Linked DNA regions of Pan troglodytes: region 1 is linked to region 2. The links are chromatin contacts, called in public Hi-C maps. All regions are on one chromosome and are shown on one strand. Each heading gives the region's core, a stretch centred on a gene start, on an enhancer-like site or on the middle of the called end of the contact. The rest is flanking DNA. Distances are from core to core; before and after follow the strand shown. Region 1 holds the start of HOXA5 (homeobox A5). Region 2 holds the start of SKAP2 (src kinase associated phosphoprotein 2).

The links. Hi-C and Micro-C count contacts between places; a contact is called where the count stands out from the background.
Region 1: a Hi-C map of stem cell-derived neural progenitor cells shows a contact between it and region 2, with 4 times the contacts expected there. The contact joins the promoter of HOXA5 here to the promoter of SKAP2 in region 2. A contact is called at or near these places in 4 of 7 Hi-C or Micro-C datasets (blood, induced pluripotent stem cells and stem cell-derived neural progenitor cells) and 1 of 1 datasets of contacts at active chromatin or transcription factors (stem cell-derived excitatory neurons).

What each region holds. Positions count from the first base shown.
Region 1 is chr6:32,945,958-32,949,437 of NHGRI_mPanTro3-v2.0_pri, forward strand. It overlaps HOXA5 (homeobox A5), which reads right to left and starts at 2,090. Exons shown (of 3, transcript XR_010158821.1): 1 at 1,196-2,090; 2 at 1-236. All of the region lies in intron 1 of LOC134810528 (a long non-coding RNA gene), which reads left to right.
Region 2 is chr6:32,666,626-32,670,264 of NHGRI_mPanTro3-v2.0_pri, forward strand. SKAP2 (src kinase associated phosphoprotein 2) reads right to left here and starts at 1,711. Exons shown (of 13, transcript XM_009452811.4): 1 at 1,262-1,711. The coding sequence starts at 1,328.

The DNA of each region.
Region 1 (3,480 bases), core at 840-3,339, 280 kb after region 2:
CCCTCCTGCCGCGGCCATGCTCATGCTTTTCAGCTTATTATCTTTTTTCCACTTCATTCTCCGGTTTTGGAACCAGATTTTAATTTGTCTCTCGGAGAGGCAAAGAGCATGTGCTATTTCAATCCTCCTTCTGCGGGTCAGGTAACGGTTGAAGTGGAACTCCTTCTCCAGCTCCAGGGTCTGGTAGCGCGTGTAGGCCGTCCGGGCCCTTTTGCCTTCCGGGCCGCCTATGTTGTCTGCAATAGAAAAGTCAGCGGTTTAGCCACCAACTCCTGTCTTCCAAAGTCCGCCAGGGGGACAAGCTTGGGTCCTGAGCAAGGAACCCAGGCGAAAAGCTCAACAAGTTCTGCCTACCAGCCCGCACACCCCTCCCGAATTTCCTTCCCTCTTCCTTTCTAGAAAGAAAACAATACGATTTGGACCCTGGGAACAATCTGCCCATCTGAGGCTGGGGCCGTGTCCCAGCGGACTCCGGCTTTCCCTGGCCCCTCTCCTGCCCCCTCCGCCCTGCCCCGGGCGCCCCGATCGGGAGGCACAGCCCTCCCAGGCTGCCCACCGCACAGAAACCCAGGAAGCAAGGCCCTTTCCTGAGCGCCCAAGTGGCCTTCGGGTCACCCTCCCTCAAAGTTCCAGCCCCGAGAGCCGCCTCCCGTTTCCAGCCTGCAGGGTTGGGGAGCCTGTTTTCTTCTTCTTCCCTTTCCTTCTCTCTCCCTCCTGCCCCCAAAATTCAGAATCCTGCAGGCTCTCGCCTCGATTCTTTCCCCCAAGCCCCTTTTCGGGGTCTGTAATTAGTAACGCTGTTTCCCCAGCGTAGCCCTCCTCATAAATTATCCGCCGTGACAAGCCCGATTCACGGCTGCTACTGCCATCCTCTACCTCTCTGCGCCTTGCTCGGCTGGCCTGACCCGGGAGCGCGTCCCAAGGCGCGGGGTTCCAGAGGGGTTTTTTGCTTCCTCCCCCTTCCAACGTCTAAACTGTCCCAGCGAACGCCCATTTCCCCCACTATTTGTGAGCGCAGGGTGCTCGCAAAGAAGAGGAGGAAGGAGGAAGGCAGGGGAGGGAGAACGGCAAGGAGAGCTCCGCAGGGCTGGGAGAAATGAGACCAAGAGACACTGGGAGAGGGCGGCAGAGAAGAGGGGGGGACCGAGAGCCGCGTCCCCGCGGTCGCGTGGATTTAGAAAAAGGCTGGCTTTACCATGACTTATGTGCAGCTTGCGCATCCAGGGGTAGATCTGGGGTTGGGCGGGCGGCGCCGGGCTCGGCTCGCTCTGCGCACTCGCCTGCTCGCTGCTGGCAGGGGCGTCCTCCTCGGCTCCGGACGCCGTGCCAACCCCCTCTCTGCTGCTGATGTGGGTGCTGCCGGCGTTGGCCGAGGCGCCGCTGGAGTTGCTCAGGGAGTTTTTCCCGCCGTGGTGGCTGTCGCTGCCGGGCGAGGGGGCCACGGCGGAGCAGGGCAGCGGATCGGGCGGAGGAGAGTGCGTGGACGTGGCCGGCTGGCTGTACCTGGGCTCGGCGGGCGCCGCGCTGGCGCTGGCAGCGTAGCTGCGGGCGCGCTCTCCGGAGCCAAAGTGGCCGGAGCCCGAGCGGCCGACGCTGAGATCCATGCCATTGTAGCCGTAGCCGTACCTGCCGGAGTGCATGCTCGCCGAGTCCCTGAATTGCTCGCTCACGGAACTATGATCTCCATAATTATGCAACTGGTAGTCCGGGCCATTTGGATAGCGACCGCAAAATGAGTTTACAAAATAAGAGCTCATTTGTTTTTTGATATGTGTGCTTGATTTGTGGCTCGCGGTCGTTTGTGCGTCTATAGCACCCTTGCACAATTTATGATGAATTATGGAAATGACTGGGACATGTACTTGGTTCCCTCCTACGTAGGCACCCAAATATGGGGTACGACTTCGAATCACGTGCTTTTGTTGTCCAGTCGTAAATCCTGCCTGATGACCTCTAGAGGTAAACTCGTGCACTAATGGGGGAGTTGGGTGGAGGCGAGAAGGGTGGCGCGCGCGCCCCGGGCGCGTGCCCGCCGCCAGTTGCCGCCGTTCAGCCGGACTCGAGCGCCACCCGCTGGAGGCAGGGCTCATCGCCCAGCTTCCGACCGGGGGCTGCAAGGGCCGGGGTCGAATTGAGGTTACAGCCCATTATGGCAAAATTATTGCATTTCCCTCGCAGTTCCATTAGGATGTACCAATTGTTAGGCCGTCAGCTGCCGATCGCGCGCCCGGCGAGGATGCAGAGGATTGGGGGGAGGTGGTGACTTGCATTTTATTTACAACAACTTTATTTCCCCCGTTTTGCAGCCCCTCTTATTTTTGTGTCGAGGTTGGGGTCGGTACTGACCGTCCTGCCAGCAGCTCTGAATTTTGAAAATACAGATATCACCTTCGGGGAAGGGGGAAAGCCATTTAGCCAATTGGAGAAATAAATCCTGCCCGCAGCAGCAGCAGCTACAATTACGGCTCTGTTTTTGCGAGCGCATGAGGGACAGTGTCCCTGCCGCTCTTAAATGACAGGCGTCTATTAAAGATAGCTTTTGTGTAGTGTTTCTCCAAGGCGAGGTCAAATTCCATACACTTTTATAACCGTAGTCGATTTTTCTTTCATGTGAATATGGTTTTCGTGTCATTAGTTTGCGATTTGATTTGCTTACGTATCCAGCCTGGAAAATCTTCATCACAGGGTCCGGTTCCTCGAGCCAGCCGGGCCCCAAGTCGGAGGGTTCTCCTTGAACCCAGCGAGTGGGCCCAGGCTCCCTGCAGCCACAGAGGCTGCTTGGGGTCTGGGGATCCGTGGGGCGGGTTACTGGGGTCTTGCTTAGACCTCCAGGAGTAAAATGAGGGCGATAATGGAAGCATTCCTTGGCAATGCCTAGTATCTCTGTAGTTATTTTCCACGGCTCCGAAAGACTCAAGTAAATCACAAACATAGCTGAGAGGCAAGTGGAGTCTCCCCGCTGGAGGCCCGGCGTTGCAGGCGCCCCTGGCACGTCTGGAAGCCAGGACTCTGGCGGCTCCCATGGCCCTGGGCCCCTCGTTGGGTCCTGAACGCTGCTGTGGCGGCGACGCGGGCGCTATCGGAGGCTGGGAGCGGGAATCCGGAGCCGGGAGCCTGAGGGAGCCCAGGGGCTCCCCGGGCTGTAATGTTCCACCCGCGCCCAGGTTAACTCGCCTCGGCTGAGGCTGCTTCTCTTCCACTGACGGTTGCACACGCGGGACCGAGAGACTGGGCTCTGTTGGGGCCCCCTTTGTTCCTCGAGCTTCCTTCCTGTTCTGGGAGGCGGCTTGGGAGGCCGCGACAAGGCCGGGCTCCAGCTCTTGGACCCCCTCTTTCCACTGGCCAGAGATGATTTGATGATGCCCTTCGGGACTTACTGGCGAGGGACCTAGGCAGAGACGCCCAGACACGAAACGGGGCTCGGCCCAGGGCTCTTTCCTCCCCAGCAGCCCCGCGTCCCGAGGTCGGGGAGCTCAGAGA
Region 2 (3,639 bases), core at 461-2,960:
AAGACTATCCCACCACAAATGCATTCAACATACTGTACCATAATCATACAAACATAAGTCTACATTCATACACTTAATATTACACTACCATATTAATAATGCCAAGCACCAAAATTGAATGACAGAATATTAGGAGATTTGGACTCACATTGCTATAGGAGTAACATATAAAATGTGTCATCAAATGTCACATTTTAGATGACTGCCTTTTAAGAGCTAGAATAAGCAATCTGTAATCTAGTTATTCATAAACAATACTGAGAGATAAATATTTTATAGACATCTAAAACTAAAAATCAAAATTCAGTTTCCAGAATTCTGACGTACACAAGACAAAATAAATGATGGTTGAAATTCCAGAACATTAAGATAGGTAAGATTTGTGCTACCTTAAAAACATATATTTTCTACCTTGTACAGAAATATAAATTATTGGTTCTTAGTGAACATACACACCTCCGTATCCAGTAAATTAATGAACTAGTAGTGGATTCATAATGCTACTGAAGAACCACGTTTTTAGCTCCTAAAACAAGTTCCTATAAATGGTAATGTAAAACTGAAAAAGGGAAGATAAGGGTACAAAGATGAAGTACTTTCATCGTGTCACACAGGAAGTACAACTTTTAACATATCCTTCCTTTTTTGCTTTAGTATATTACTGAGGCTGGTGACAAGTGGCCATTTGAGAACCAGACCTTCTTCAAAAGTCTTAAACGTGAGTGAGCTGAATGTTTAAGAAAAATGGGAGTTTTAGAAATGACAAACTCTTTCACCCCATAACCCCTAACACCTGTGGCTCTGACAGCTCTTTGCATCTCTACATCCTCTACCTCCATTGGCCAGACCACCCAAGAACTACTTATTTGACTTCTGCTCCCTTCTGCCTGCTCACGCAGCATTCATTATCATTATCATTCTCTCTCCCTCTTCCACTTTTCCTCCCCCGCCCTTCTGACACACACACACACACACACACACACCGTCTTCACAATGCACATAGAAACGTCCTGATCCCATTTGTGTAGATCACCAAAAAGGGCTTCGCCACCATCCCCGCACCAAATTTCAACACACACGTCCACTCCCTTTCTGAGACAAAACAACCCCTCTCCTCTCCTCCCTGTGCCGACCCCACTGGCTAGAAGACGTGGGAAGCGCGGGGAGGGAGGATAAGGGCTCTGAATGCTTCTGTCCCCACCGGCTCACCGTTCCCTCGCCCCCGCCCCAACAGCATTATCGCCGCCTTCCCGCTCTTTACCTGCCAACAGGTTCCTAATTTCCTCAGGGAGGGGGTAGGGAGAGGAGGTGCTGCTGGGGTTGGGCATATTAGGGAGCGCAGGGCGTGCGGGGAAAGGACCTGCGCTGAAAAGGTGACCGACGGGGTCGGGCTGCGGCTGCGACCTAGACTCAGGCTAGCGGCCCGGATAAGAACAGCGGGGCTACGAGTCGGGACACTGCCGGGCCGGGGCTCACAACAAGGAAGTCACTGAATCTCCAGCGAGCTGCAGCTGGACTGTCGGCCCAGCCCCGCCCAGAGGGCCGGGGCGGGGAGATGGGTGGGAAGGGACACGAAGGGCCTGAGGGGTCCAACTACGCATGTGTATTCCTCGGTTTTCCCGGCCCCAGAAGAAAGAGCCTGTGGGCAAGCCACGCCCACCGCTACGCCGGGAAGCAGGAGGAGGAGCCACTGGTGGGAAGGGGGCGGACTGAGGCTGCGTCACCTGATGCTGCGTCACCTGATCCAGCGTCCGAAGCGCCTTACAGCCATTTTCGGTACTGGTGCCATCACAACTGCTGATCGTTTCTCCAGGATTCCAGAAAATAATGTATCCATGATACAGAGTGTATACAAGTTTGGCGATTACGCCTTCTGCGTAACAGTCAGTCCCACCGCAGTTTAACCCACAAGGAATTTTCTCTTGTCCTAAACTATTATGGCCTTCTTTGTCCGATTGAACGGAGGTAACGAAGTCTCGTCTTCCGCCAGTCGTCCGGGAGAAGCCAGTCTGGAGCCGCTCCGGAGCGCGCATTGTGATTGGCTCTTACATTACTTTTCTACCTAATTCGTAGCCTTGGGGTGACAGATTTTCCCCACTACAAGGAAGAATGGGAAGTTCTAAGCACCGTCCTTTGGCAGGAAAAAACAAACAAAACAAAACAAAAAAACAGAAGGCCGAATAGACATTGGCACCACTGTCCATCTACAAGAATCAAAAATAAAATTGCTGGTGGTGGTTAGTAGAATAAAATTATAAAATCTGCTCACTCCAACTTGACCATTTAGTCAACAAATACCGTCTTCTATCTGTAAAGCTTCTTAAAAGTTTTCTCTTTTAAAAAAAATGGCTTATTTAAAACCTTTAACAGGCAACATCTTTGTGCTTCCCAGATACTGCATTTTTTAACAAATTGAAGGTTTGTGGCAACCCTGCATCAAGCAAATCTGTGGGCGCCGTTTTTCCAAAAGCATGTGCTCAGTTCATGTCTCTGTCACATTTTGGTGATTCTAACAATATTTCAAACTTTTTCATTATTATTGTATATGTTATGGTGATCTTTGAAGTTACTATTATAATTACTTTGGGACATCACAAACAGCACCCATATAAGACAGTGACTGTAATCCACAAATGTGTGTGTTCTGACTGCTCTACCAACCCTATACCTTCCTCCATATCTCTCCCTCTCTTGGGCCTCCCCATTCCTTGAGACACAACAATATTGACATTAAGCCAATTAATAACCCTACGATGGCCTCTGAGTGTTCCAGTAAAAGAATCATTTTACTTTAAATCAAAAGCTTACTTTAAATCAAAAGCTAGAAATGATTAAGCTTAGTGAGGAAGGCATATTGAAAGCCGAGACAGACCAAAAGCTAGGGCTCTTGCACCAAACAGCCAGGTAGTGAATGCAAGGGAAAAGTCCTTGAAGGAAAGTAAAAATGCTACTCCAGTGAACACACGAATGATAAGAAAGTGAAGGAGGCTTATTGCTGGTAAAGAAACGTTTTCATGTTCTGGATAGAAGATCAAACCAGACATAACATTCCCTTAAGCCAACGCCTAATCGAGTGCAAGGCCCTAACTCTCTTCAAGTCTACGAAGGCTGAGAGGTAAAGAAGCTGCAGAAGAAAAGTTGGAAGTTAGCAGAGGTTGGTTCATGATGTTTAAGGAAATAAGCCATCTTCAGAGCATAAAATTGTAAGGTGAAGCAGCAAATGCTGGTGAAGCAGCTGCAGCAAGTTATCAAAAAGATCTAGCTAAGGCCAGGTGCAGTGGCTCATGCCTGTAATCCTAGCACTTTGGGAGGATGAGGCGGGCGGATCATGAGGTCAGGAGATCGGGACCATCCTGGCTAACACAGTGAAACCCCGTCTCTACTAAAAAAAAGATACAAAAAAAAAAGAAAATTAGCCGGGTGTGGTGGCAGGCGCCTGTAGGCCCAGCTACTCGGGAGGCTGAGGCAGGAGAATGGCGTGAACCCAGGAGGCAGAGCTTGCAGTGAGCCAAGATTGCGCCACTATACTCCAGCCTGGGCGACAGAGCGAGACTCCATCTCAAAAAAAAAAAAAATCTAGCTAAGATATCTGATGAAGGTGGCTATACTAAACAAAGAGTTTCAGTGTAGATGAAACAA